Regions from separate parts of the Mus musculus genome. Here region 2 is linked to region 1. The links are chromatin contacts, called in public Hi-C maps. All regions are on one chromosome and are shown on one strand. Each heading gives the region's core, a stretch centred on a gene start, on an enhancer-like site or on the middle of the called end of the contact. The rest is flanking DNA. Distances are from core to core; before and after follow the strand shown.

The links. A called contact is a pair of places that touch in the nucleus more often than the background predicts.
Region 2: a contact with region 1 is called in a Hi-C map of embryonic stem cells, with 1.8 times the contacts expected there. The contact joins two enhancer-like sites. A contact is called at or near these places in 1 of 484 Hi-C or Micro-C datasets (embryonic stem cells) and 2 of 115 datasets of contacts at active chromatin or transcription factors (both in embryonic stem cells).

What each region holds. Positions count from the first base shown.
Region 1 is chr6:22,440,346-22,446,975 of GRCm38.p6, forward strand. No RefSeq gene overlaps it. Among named protein-coding and RNA genes, the nearest start is that of Gm38773, 52 kb to the left of the region's middle. Within about 2 kb of position 3,411, at least 75 of the 459 cell types and tissues checked have an H3K27ac peak or open chromatin away from gene starts, as enhancers often do. A contact at or near this core is called in embryonic stem cells, where this site is marked.
Region 2 is chr6:23,085,133-23,091,946 of GRCm38.p6, forward strand. It overlaps Aass (aminoadipate-semialdehyde synthase), which reads right to left. Exons shown (of 24, transcript NM_013930.4): 18 at 6,067-6,207. Among named protein-coding and RNA genes, the nearest start is that of Aass, 44 kb to the right of the region's middle. Within about 2 kb of position 5,414, at least 6 of the 459 cell types and tissues checked have an H3K27ac peak or open chromatin away from gene starts, as enhancers often do. A contact at or near this core is called in embryonic stem cells, where this site is marked.

The DNA of each region.
Region 1 (6,630 bases), core at 2,161-4,660:
AACTTATTTACCCACCGTTTGGGGAGTAAGAGTGAGTTTAAACTAGGCTGTCAGCTGGCTTCATTTCTCCAGAAAGATCTTCCCCACTGGTTTGCAGACGACTCTGAGTCCTGGCAGCCCTCTTTGCAGATAGCTTCTGGTGTTTCTTAGCATGGTGGAACTCTTTCAAGTAACAGGATATAAACGAATCGGGAGCCACCTTAAGATAATTATTTTAGAGCGGAAGTGGCACATGCCTTTAATCCCAGCATTTGGGAGACAGAGGCAATTGGATCTCTGTGAGTTCCAGGCCAGCCTGGTCTACATAGTAGGTTCCAGGCCAGACAGGGCTACACAGTGAGAGCCTATCTCAAAAGCAAAACAAACAAATGAACTTTGTTTTAACTAATGAGCTCTGGGAGAACCTTATCTTCAAATGTAGTCATGTTCTGAGGCTCTAGAGGGCTACGGCTTCAATGTATGAGTTTATTTTGTGGAGAATCATTTAGTCTTTGCAATGGCTATCCTTTGTTGTTAACGTGACTACATCTGGAATGAAGTAAAACACAAAAAGGAGGGCACACCTGTGAGGGGTTTTTACTAGTATACCAGGCCAGAAACATAGATGGACATTTCTGCATCTTTGCACAATGTCAGAATTTATTGATTAGTGGTGAATTCTGAAGGTTTGTGTGTGGGGGCTTTTTTTGTTTTTGTTTTTTTCTGAGACAGGGTTTCTCTGTATAGCCCTGGCTGTCCTGGAACTCATTTTGTAGACCAGGCTGGCTTCAGAAATCCACCTGCCTCTGCCTCCCAAGTGCTGGGATTAAAGGCGTGTGCCACCACACCCGGCGGTTTGTGTGTTTTATTGGCTTCATTTTCTGTGGTAGTCTTGAATTCTCTTAGTAACGACCATTAAGATGCAAGCATGGATTCTTTTATTCTTAGTTACTAATATCAATTCTCAGATAACATATTAGTTATATCTACATATAACTGTATATGTGCAGGCTACAAATAGTTTTAAATGGGTTAGTGTTCAAGGAGTTCAAAGACTTCTAGGAGGCCCTAGTGGAAGCAGAAGCAGAGATGGGGAAAAGGTTAAGTGAACACCATTGCCGGTCTGATGGGGAGAAGTAGGGACTCCTGGTACCGTGTGTCCTTATTATTATTTGGTTAAGTTCTTGCATTTAGCATAATAAGATGTTCTAAGCTCTCTTCATTTTCTTCTCCAAATCTGGTGTGGCCATGTTTTGAAACAAGTATTTTTGAATAAAAACACTGACTTACAGGGGCTGGAGAGATGGCTCAGCAGGTAAGAGTACTGACTGCTCTTCCAAAGGTCACCTGAGTTCAAATCTCAGCAACCACATGGTGGCTCACAACCATCTGTAATGAGATCTGATGCCCTCTTCTGGTGTGTCTGAAGACAGCTACAGTGTACTTGCATATAATAAATAAATCTTTAAAAAACAACAACAACAACAAAAAACCACTGACTTATATTTTGAAGTTAATGTACGAAAAGTTTCATTTACCTAGTAGCTTTGACTTTGTAAAACTATTTTGGGGGCGGGGGTGGGGGGTAGGGTTAGTGGCAGGTCATGCCATGACTCAGCTGCAAGTACCTTGCAAACATAAGGAACTAGAAGGAAGGGCTATGTTTGTGTGCACACGGCTACTTTGAAAGTAAGTTCTATGACAGACAACAGAGAGGAGAGCATTATTTCCCTAGAGACTTCTACAACACTTGGACGAACCCCTCAAGGCTGTTTGCCCAGGATTATAAGGACTTAATAAATTGCCACTGGCCTAGCATTCAGCCCAACAGAGGCAAAAGCAACAAACAAGAAAGGACCAGAGAGGCTAAACAACCCCACCCTGGCTGCCCAGATAAAAACCAGCAGGCTGGGGTTTGAAGAGGGAACAAAGATGCTAGATTTTCATATGATATATAGTTGTAAATATATATTTTCAGGGGCTTAAGATAGGTGTGTGCCTTTTTAGTGCAGGAAGAATCACTTTGGGGGTCTGTCTGTATGTCGTTTGATGTGGGAGGCATCTGTATTTCAGAGACCCATTTGGCTATCTTGAGTCATAGGGAAGAAGCAGGGTCCAGGTGGGAAAGGATGGCTGGAGTCTTAAGAGGCTCAGGATTCAGAACACAGACGGAAGTGAGCTTCATTTTTATTTTATTTTTATTTTTTTATTTTTTTATTTTTTTTTTCTTCCGAGACAGGGTTTCTCTGCATAGCTCTGGCTGTCCTGGAACTCACTTTGTAGACCAGGCTGGCCTTGACCTGAGAAATCCGCCCGCCTCTGCATCCTGAGTGCTGGGATTAAAGGTGTGAGCCACCACGCCGGGCTTTATCTGATTTTTAAAGGTCGTGTTAAACTGGCTGTGGCTGGTCACCCACCAGCACCATGGAAACAAAGACAGAAGGAGTGTTGCAATTTATGACTCCAGCTTAGTCTACTTGGTGAACTCCAAGCCAGGGGCGAACCCATAGTCAGACACTGCCCTTTGCTCCGTCTCCTCTCCCCCAGTATTGGATTGACCCACCGAGCAGGAAGAAAAGCATGGACTTGGAAGTCTAGGCAGGACTTTAGCTCTAAGGCATTTTGCAGTGCCAACATTTGTATCCATGGTAAAAGAGCCCTAGGAACCAAATAATACCAATATAATTAAAAAGTAATTTGTCACTTAAAGCTATCTCATGTTCATCCAAAAAATAATTTAAATAATGAGTCGCTATCTTTACAAATCGTTAAAACATTAAAATGTGTATGACTATATTTAGCAAGATGTCTTGTAGCTGGAAGATAAAATACAAACTAGCGTAAAGCACACCATTAGATTTTAAATGACAAAGAGGAAAACAATGAGAATATCAAACCAGACTAAGGAACATTCCCGTTTAATGAGAGAGAAAGAGAAAAAAATACTTTTCATGCTCTGTCAGTTGATTATGCCTTTCAGTTAATATTAATAACGCAGAGGGGTTGTTTTGACAAGGCTAATGCTGTAAAGGCAGCTGTAGAATAGCAAAAATAGCTCTGATGTTCCATACAGAATGACAGGCATCTGTGCTCGAGCTCTGTCCTCTTCTTAGCTGTGAGGCTCAAATGTGATGGTGTGGGACAAAGGGAAGGTCTAACATGAAAGGAGGATGTTGCTACTAAAGACATCCAGGAGATGGGATGGAGTGGGGAGGGTAGGAGGCTGATTAGAGAAGAACAGATAGCCCAGTTTGAAGCTGCAGGTATCCTTTGGGTAGAGCTGCAGAACTACACTGTGTTTGTTTGTCTTAAAATCCAGTAGTCCCGTGGTCTGCTCATTTCTGACTGCTCTATGGTAGACTGGGAGAGTCCACACAGCGCTGGGCCACAGAGCTGACTTGGTAAACTGAATCCAACTGGGCATGTGGATCTCTAGATGTGTAACCGGAGCTGCTGTGACTGATCTGAGTAGTGTCTGCCCAGGAGTCGTCACCTTCCTGCTCCACCCACCTGCACAATGAATGGTAGTGTGTGAACAAGAGTCGGAATGACAGGGCCCTGGATCGGGGAGAGTGGGGGAAGTGCTGTGGGAAGGATAGGGCAGCCATCCGGTTTTCCACTCACAAAAGGGAGGAAATTAAACGTCCAGAGCATATAACCCAAGCAAAGAACAGCTCAGCTGGTGAGCCAGAAAATGAAGGTTTTTTGTTTTCTGGAAAATAATGGCTTGCATTTATTCAAGGTATAATCTGATCTTAAAGTAGCTTCACCATTCAGAGGGCAGGCTATGCAACTGGATGGGTGGGAATTCAATTCCAGCCACTACTCTCTACACTTCTACCAGTGTGAGGTTTTTCTCCCATGTCATCTCTGTGAACTTACCACTCAGCTTCACACAACAGCTCTAGGTACTGTTTAAACAGCCTACATACTTTAAGAAGGGTCAAGTCTTTCTAGCATATTTGCCTACAGTCATGACTGTGTTTGTGTGTATGTTATGCCATTGAGGCGGCAGAACAAGGCGTGTTGTCGGTGGCTCTGTGGTATCTTGAGTGACCAGGCACGCTCAGAGAACTCGCACAACCTGTCTATAAGCAGCGAGAGTCTGGCAAGGTGCGTGACAGGGAGTGCTCTTTCTATTAAACCGCGCTTTTCCTTTCAGAGACCTCAAATGTGAAAGACGAATTACAACCAGGGCTTCACATCCTCTTTGATTTAAGGAGAAAACAGGTCGTGACGTGGGTTATTGTTTTGCTCACCTTCTTGATGTATACTTTAGCCTTCAAAAGCTGTTCCAGGGAGAGGCGGGGAATAGGCAGGTGGAAAAACCAGTGCCTTGGCCTGACTGTGTGTGTTACATCTTGACACTGGGAAACGTATCCTTACTCTGTGCTTCTGTTTCTCCAGCTTTAGGACAGAGCTAGCCACAACTGTTCTTCAGATTGAAGTATTTGCTTTGTCTAAAGCCACAAGTTGAACACACAAAGCCCTTACTATGGACTGGACCATGTTCTCAGTTGTAGCCGACTGCGGCCACACTAACTGGGTTCCTGAATGGGAGGCCGGAGCTGTATGGGAGAGAACTACGAGAGAAATAATGGAGGCCAAGACATGTTTCTGTTCAAGGCCTCTGAAGTTTACTGAGAGTCCGTGCTTATAAAGAGGGTAGGCCCATTCCCCCCCACCCCCCAGCCCATTCTTGGTGCCTGGGGCCAGCCTGTAGGCGATCTACAGGGTGTGTCTCCGGACTGCCTCAAGGACATTTCAGCAGGAAGCAGAGTCTTGGAGAAGAGCAAATAGAGCCATCAAGGTCAGAAGGCTCTCCCCTAGGTAATCTCCTTCTTAGTGGCAGCAAGGTCAAAGTCTGGACACTCAGCACTTTCCAAGGAATACCTCGCTTACTGCAACATCTTCCTGAGATAGGCTTTGTTATCCTTTCTGTCTTGCAGGTAATAAAGCAGAAGCAAAAGTAGCTTGCTCAAGTAGAGTGTGCCATACTGCTTGGGTCCTAGAACTCCAACGATGAATTGAAGGGAGGACAGATGCACATATAGAAAAGCTGGAGTCAGGAAAGGTATGCACGGTCTGATGGAATGGCACCTGCCACCATCCCAACAAGGGACCTCAGCACAGGAGGAGGAGTCGTCCACTCTCAGTTGTCCACTCTCTACATAGACAAGCAGTGCATCTGAAAAGGAAGCTGCTGTTGCTGGTTTTTGTACCAACTGGTCAGTCCTCAGAAAGCACTCATACTTGGACAGAGGAGAGCTTTGTCTGCTTTTCTTTCTTTCTTTCTTTCTTTCTTTCTTTCTTTCTTTCTTTCTTTCTTTCTTTCTTTCTCCCTCCCTCCCTCCCTCCCACTCTCTCTCTCTCTCTCTCTCTCTTTCTTTCTTTCTTTCTTTCTTTCTTTCTTTCTTTCTTTCTTTCTTTCCTTCTTTCATTTGTTTCATGTATGTGGATACATCATTGCTGTCTTCAGACACAATGGAAGAGGGCATCGTATCCCCATTAAAGACGGTTGTGAGCCACCGTGTGGTGGCTGGGAATTGAACTCAGGATCTCTGGAAGTGCTCTTAACCTCTGAGCTATCTCTCCAGCTCAGGCTTTGTCTTTCTGAACCTGGCCCATTCGAGAACTGGGTTTGCCAATTACCCATGAGTCCAAGGCCTGTTTCAATAACACACATTCACTTAGGACTTTAATCCTTTTCCTTAGCTCCCTACGCTGAAGGTCATCTCATTTAAAGCAAGCTCATTTGGCTTTGGAGTTGACATAGTCTGCTAAAATAGACTGACTGCCTGTCAAGCATTCAGCAGAGTCCGTGGCTGAATTCACACTTCGTGTGCACCAACTGTACATACGGATGGTCTTAGGCTTGTAATGGTTTATGGTACGGTTCTTCATCTTACAGCAGAGCAAAAGCAATGTGCATGCAATTGAAACCCTACTTTGACTTCTGACCCTTCCCCAGGCTTGTAATACCTGGAATCTGAGTGCACGCAGGTCTCAGGAAGCCACATGATCTGAGGATAACGTGAAGCTCTGCAGTGCACTGAACTGCTCAGTTGTGCCGTTTAGTACATTAGATGCATTAAAAGCAGTTTTGATTTATAACACTTTTCCCTATTGGGACATCAGGCTACGGAAGCCAAGGGGCATCTGTATACGCTGTCAGCAGCCTTCAGCAGCCTTCCAGTGGCCTGCCTTCCTTAAAATACATACAGCGTGTTGCACGGAGGTGTGCGTGATGCTCTTCAATCCCAGTTTGTGAGGAGCGTATGTTAACAAGCCAAACTCCATGTGTCCCTCAACGTGCTTCAGTGTGCACCTACGCGTACAATGCGGGCCAGGTGCCTGCCAGTACCTGAAAGAGAGAATGAAAGGAGGAACAGATTTGTGATAAGCAGAAAGTGGAAGCGAAAGGACTTGGGGGAAAATTTCTACTGAAAAATAATACTTTTTAGAACTGGAGAGATGCATTGGCGCGTCCTCAGAGTTCCGGTGCCAGCGCTGTTGTCTTGTAGATAGGTGGATTGTAAACTCCTGTATCTCCAGCTCCAAGCCATCCAACGCCCTCTTCTGGCTTCTGGGGGCATCTACACGTACATGCACAGCCACAATTAAGGAAAATACAATACAATCCTTGAAAAG
Region 2 (6,814 bases), core at 4,164-6,663, 650 kb after region 1:
GTGTGTTCATGTGCATGGCCGTGATCAGACAACACTGATATTGGGGGGAAGTGGTTGGAGTCCCTCCCCAGCCTGAAACCTGTTTGCTCAGAGCATGGGGTGGAGCTTGCCGCCCTTTCATTCTGCCACTCCCACTGCCACTGCCTGCCACCTTGCTGTTCCAGAGTCAAACACGTGGTCACCTGCAACTTTACTCCAGGATGATTTGGTGGGAAAGGGCCCCTTCCCCTGCTTCACAACCGAGTATCAGAAATAGTAAAATCGAACTTTGATCAGACTGGTTGTCTTGGTTTCATCTTTATCGCGCCGCCTAGCCCCCCCTCTTCTCTTGCAGATTCCAAGATGCCTTTCCAGACTAGAACCCAGACATGTGAGCCGCTGGCCGGCCACAACAGATCTGGCGCCCACGGGGGACTGGAAAATGGCAGAGGACATTTGAAAGAGGCACTGGAGCATTTGAAGAAGTTTGGAGCTCCATGAAAGAAGAAAATAATTAAAGGAAATTCGTACCAGAGAAGGTCGGTATGGACTAAGTTGAAACAGCGTTAAACCTGAGCGCTAATTCACTTAGGTTCAGAAGTGAAGTTTATCAGGGACTAGGAACATAACAGACAGTTAGCCGTAGCTCCCAGAAGCTACATTTTTAGGCGTGAGAAAAGAAAGGGTTTATTAAAAGGAAATTAATAATCAGGCAGATGGCCGCAGTTAAAAACTGCATTATGTGGGAGGAAAATATCCCAAAAAGCGGAGAAAAATTTCAGGGTGCCATGCTTTGTTCTCTCTGGGCCTTACGGCAGAAGTGCTCTGCCCTCCTTGTATCTTTGTCTAATGTCTGGTGCACCAGTCCGTTCACATGTTCAATTCATGTATGTTCGTGTCCAGTCTGTATGAATGAATGCTCTATGTTTTATGTTGGATAATAAAGATGGCTAAAAACTTTATCTGCAAAGCAGAGAGCGGCCACAAGCTTCAACCAGGAAACAGGCACACAGCAAGAGGGCCCCTGCTGGAAAAACTGTTCATTATAGGAAAAAAGAGTCTGATAAAAAGCTGATTAATGGTTTTTTCCTGGAGAGTTCTCTGCAATCGTGATTAATGTGTTTGGCAAATGATAATGTGCTTTTTATTCTATGATTGTAGCTAGAAAAATTAATGTTCTCTGATTGGTCTAAATGTAACTGCTTCATTTGTTTTTGTTTTTGTTTTTTTTTTTATTGGTAATGTGCTCTACGTGTTTTCACAATCAGTTCATAAGTTGTTGGTTAAAATTAATAATTATTACATTGGTAACAAGTGGTTAGCCTTAAAATTGATAACTCAAGTTTAGAGTCTTTCCAACACATGGCATAAGGCAGGCCAAGAGGCTGGGTCTCTAAGGATATTTCTAGTTGAGATAATAATTAATGTGGTTCCTATCCTAGAAAGTAAAATTAAAGATAAGATTTAAAACAATGCCTCTTTATTAAAGCATTAAAGCTTACATGTATTCATAGGTATTAATTGGCAGCCAAACTTTGTAATATGATAGTAATACTTCTAATATTAATTCTATAAGTAATTAATTGTTTTAAAATTGGGTTTTACCTTCCCAAAGTTAATGTTGCAAAAAGAAACTTAATAATTCTTTACAGATCTAGCCAGATGCTGTTTTAATGAAGTTCACATTCATAGTTTATAAAGAGTCAATCAGATTGTGAAATTTATCAAGGCATTACAATCTGGTTTGCCTACTTTTTATATAGTTATTATAGATCCAAAAGTTTCTTTTTCTTTCTCCTTTGCATCTTAATGATTGTAAAGGTTTTGCTTCTAGTGAGTTTGCAATAACTAAAATATTTTGTCTCTAACATGGCTAAATATTAATCTACATTATGTAAAAAAAATTTATCATTTCTGCTTCTATACAAGAAGCCAAGAGTTTTAATCTTTCAATGTATATTGTTTCCTAAGTGGAAAATGTTTTATTAGCTAATGCCTCTCAAGAGAAGTTTACTTTAAATCCTTGCTCTCACCCAAAAGATTCAGAGACAATATCTTTTTATTACTTAGGGTTTTAGTTTACTACAGAAAGTTTTGCAAAAAATAAAGATAGCTTTTACAATTGTTACTAATTATAATCAATGGTAATTAAATATTAGCTGTGCCCAAAACAATTCTTTGGCAAGAGAAAACATTATTGTAAAGTCATTTTCTCATCCTCCCAGCCAATCGCTGGCCCACGTGGACCCAGCTAGCTACTGGCTGCTGTGGCACGGGGCCTTGAGACACACAGTTTCCCAGAGCTATAGTGGTGTGAGAGGCCTCCATAAGGTGGGCAGCCTTACAACGAAGGAGAGGGCCACGTTCACCTTTGCCCCATGAGCCTCCACATGTCCCGACCAGACTAGCCATATCGTTCTCACTAAGACCCAGAGTAAGTTTTCTGGCCTACAATAAATTGGGCTGCCTTCAGCCTCTTCTGCCTGAGAGAAAGGCCAAGGGCAGATGGCCAAGGTTGAAGTGGTTTTCACCTCAAAACACAGTTTCAACTGTGGTTCTAATAAAGAATTGTATATTCGTATATTTTTAGAAAACCTATAACAAAAAAATGTGTCTTAAAAACCTGACTAGTGTATGTTCCTTGTTCAATACAGCAATTTATTTGGTTATTACCAAATATTAATAACTGACCTATTACATACCATCATTTTAAATATATTAACAATCAATATCCCAAAGATAAGTTAAAAATTGGTTTTATGCATGCTTTTATATCTTTATAAATTCATGCATGCATACATCCCAATTATTGTGTTTAATAATAACCCCTATATGAGACATAAGTAAATGTGAATTAGATCACATGCTTAGTCTCTTAAGTTTCCCCCTGTTTCAACACAAATAATCTAGCTGTGTGCTATAGATGTTGTTTTAAAATGCTGAGCAATCAAACCTTGATTTGTATATTAATAGTCAATGTTATATCTCAAAGCTCACAATTGCTTAAGATTGTTCATCCCTCAGATGCTATTAATTCTCAAATTTGCAATTGCTTATGCATATACAACACATAGAAAAAATGCTGTCCTCTTAAGAAGGCAATCTTTAGACATTTATTAAATTGTTCTAATTGCCTAGACATTTTAAAACAATGCCAGGCTAGATTTATATCTCACACAGTCTATAGGTCATACATATAAGATAGATTGGATATATAACCTTGTTCTTTGTATATTCATAACAGTTATGGTTTAAGATAATAGTTTAGTATTCTTGAAAATTGTGCATGTATAATTCTTTCCTTCTAGTGTCCTCAGTTACTACTTGTTCCCACATAATAGTGTTAATTCTTTAGGACTTATACTTAATAATTTGCTACAAATAAATGCTCTTATTTCTAGTTAATAAATAAATAAATTATGCACATGTGACTCTTAATAACTTTTTAAGCTTTCTAGTTACAACCGCTCCTTAAGAGAAACGATTGAAAGTGCAATTAGTCACTGCCCTTTACAGTCAAGTATTTAAAATGTTTTGTCAACAAGTTATTAAATCGAAGGATTAGATATTGTAAAACTTTAAAACTTTAACTTCTTAAAAGACAAAGAAGGGGGAAATTATATCCCCGTACATACTATTTAGTACATTTCCATGCACATATTTAAATCATACCTTTATTTTCAAATTTTGAAATTTAGAGGTCAAAGTAAATTCTTTATATTTATATTCTTTATAAATGCTTTATAGTATCTTAAAAGGATCTACTTATTGGCTTACAGATTGATCCTAAACAGCTACCTTATTAGGGAAGGGAAAAAACAGGTTCTCTCCACAGAACGCTACAGAAGCATGATGTTTAATTCGTGTGACAAGCTGGCAGGTAAGTTGACTCAGTGCCCTGACTGAAGTGACTAGGAAACTAAATTGGGTTCATGTTTTAGATCCATTCTTGCTTGCCATTTTTCCAGTTTAGACTAGCTTCAAGCCTTTTAACTTTATGGCAAAAGAACATCAGAGACTGTATATTCTGACTTAGTAAGATTAGTCATTTAATAAAGTCATAATGATTTTTCTCTTTTCTTCAGTGTGGCCAGTCATTCTAACTCAATCTTAGACTGGTCTAATATTTAGTCCAATATTAGAAATTCCTATTGTAAATAACTAAAATTCTTAGTTACCTAACAAAGTTAATTCTGAACACAGCCCCCACTTCCAGAAAATCTCTGGCCTTTTTACTAATTCTAAAACCAGCCCAGAGACTGAGCTTGAGCCTTGCTATTTGCAACTGAATAAAGTACCAGGACTTTCCCAAAAGAAGCTTTGTGATGTTACTCTTCACTGTCTAAGATTTTTGTCTTTCAAGCAGGTCAATCAACACCTTCAGCCTGACTGCAGCGGTTGTGCATCCCCGCCCCCAAGAGCATGCAGGTGGCAGCTGCTATTTTCATTCTAAAGACATTCCAGCACGTATTCTGGCTTTCAGTCTGATTTGAGATTTAGGTTTGCTACTAGGGCTAGAAAGGTGAAAATTTCAAATACTAAAAGAAATTGGTTTTTATTCTGATAGACGGGCTTAGTCTCTTAGCTGGTCTCTGGTTTTCCACCCTTGCTGTTATTGCAAGGTCCCCTTAGTTCCTCAGACTGTGGAAATAACAGAGATGAAGAGGGTGACCTTCAGCTCCTAATATAGCCTAAGAGCCACAAATAGTGGTGTTACTAGTGACATAATTCTTGTCGAGGCCTTGCTAAATCTGAGGTTGACAATTCTCCTTTAGGAGCTGCACAGTACTCAGAACTGTGCATACTGATTAGTGATCATACAAATACAGTATGAGTACCATCTTGGGTGCAGAAATTTACTGCAGGGGAAGGTCCAGCTTGACCATTTCTGAGTTCCCTGTGAGATACACCCGGTTTGGATGGAGGTTGGTATCTAGTTCGTTACATTCAAGAATATCTTTCTAAGGTTCTGCATCCCCTCCCCAAAAGATACCAAGAGCCACAAGTGTGGGTCATGACAGCACCCACGGGAGGAATCAGGTCAATATCCCCCCAGCCATGGTTAAAGCCCACTCATCTAAGGATGAGAAAATCATTTGATCACCTCAGTTAAGCGTGGCCTTATTAAGCTTAATTAATAGAGGAGAGAGAGGTTGGAGACCATACCATTAGAAGGGCAAGCCCTTCACAGCCTCCCACCCTAAAAAGCCAATTGGCCCTGTACTACGGAGCCAGTCGTCACCCCCTCCTCTCTGTTCCCCACCTATCATCCAAGAATGTGGAGGAAAATCCATGTACTCTCCTTCAGTGTTATCATAATAAAGTGCCTTTCATATTCGTACAGTCAGTCCTTGCCAGTGTCCCAACGCCCTAGAAGGACTGTGCAGCTGACTACTTGGTATTCAGTAAAAATTTCAACTAGGAAGTTACCTATTCAGTAACTAATTAACATTTAAAAGACAGAGCCAACACCTCAGGACTAGTCTACTAGATGTTTACTAGGACAGAAAAGACAGTCCTATCCAGATACAGTTTTCCATAAGAAAAGTTAAGAAATCCCACTAAGATAAGTTTCTTCCTTAGGCCCTAAGAATTCAGGCAGAACTATAGGGCATAAATAAATTTTATGCCTCAACCTAGCCTTTTCTTTTTTATATTAACAACAGGGAGGAGATGTAACCTCCCCAGCCTGAAACCTGTTTGCTCAGGTTTCAGAAGAGAGCATCGGGGCGGAGCTTGCCGCCCTACCATTCTGCCACTCCCACTGCTGAGGCCTGCTGCTTTGCTGTTCCAGAGTCAAACACGTGGTCACCTGCAACTTTACTCCAGGATGATTTGGTGGGAATGGGCCCCTTCCCCTGCTTCATAACCCAGTGTCGGAAATAGTAAAATCGAATCTTGATCAGACTGGTTGTCTTGGTTCCATCTTTATCACGCCGCCTAGCCCCCCACCCCCCCTTCTCTTGCAGATTTCAAGATGCCTTTCCAGACTAGAACCCAGACATGTGAGCCGCTGGCCGGCCGCAACAGCTTTGGCCACCACTGCAGGTGTTTATCTCTAAGGCTCCCATGATGCACCTATCTTACCTTCCCATTGAGCAGATAGCTAGCAGGCTGCATTATGTTCATCAAGACTCCCACTGGACTCCAGCTGAATTTGTATCGCAAGGGATTATCTGAATGTTCAGGGGCCGGAAGGCCACCACAGTAGGAAACATAAGACTCAACCTGCAAATTGAGAAATAAATGAAATCAGTAATATTAAGAAGACTAATTATTAAGTTATTAATTAGGGTTAATGATATCAATCTGGTGAATATGATACCATTATTTATTTTTTTAAGTTATTGAGGCTTTTAAATATACATCCTTGAAGACACTTATTAACACAGATTCTATATACAGATGCACACACATATATATGTATATAAAAATATATAAACTCTGCTAGAGATAATAGCTAAATTTTCATTAAAAATTCAACTGTTAGAGCTGCAGAGATAGGTCAGTACTTAAGAGTGCTTACTGCCCTCGCAGAGAACCATGCTTCATTCCCATGCCAGGCAGCTTACAACCTCCTGTAATCCCAGCCTAATTAGAAAATCCAATACCCCCTTATAGCCTCTGAGGACATCCACACATGTGTGTATATGTACATGCAAACATATACATACACATAAATGAAAATAAAACAAATCTTTTAAATAAATAAATAAAAATTCAACTATTGATTCACTTTTTCTTTGTCAGTTCTTATAAGTTTTATATCCAAAAAAAAAATATATATATATGTGAAAACTCCAAATCACTTAATTTGAGTGACCATATATACATA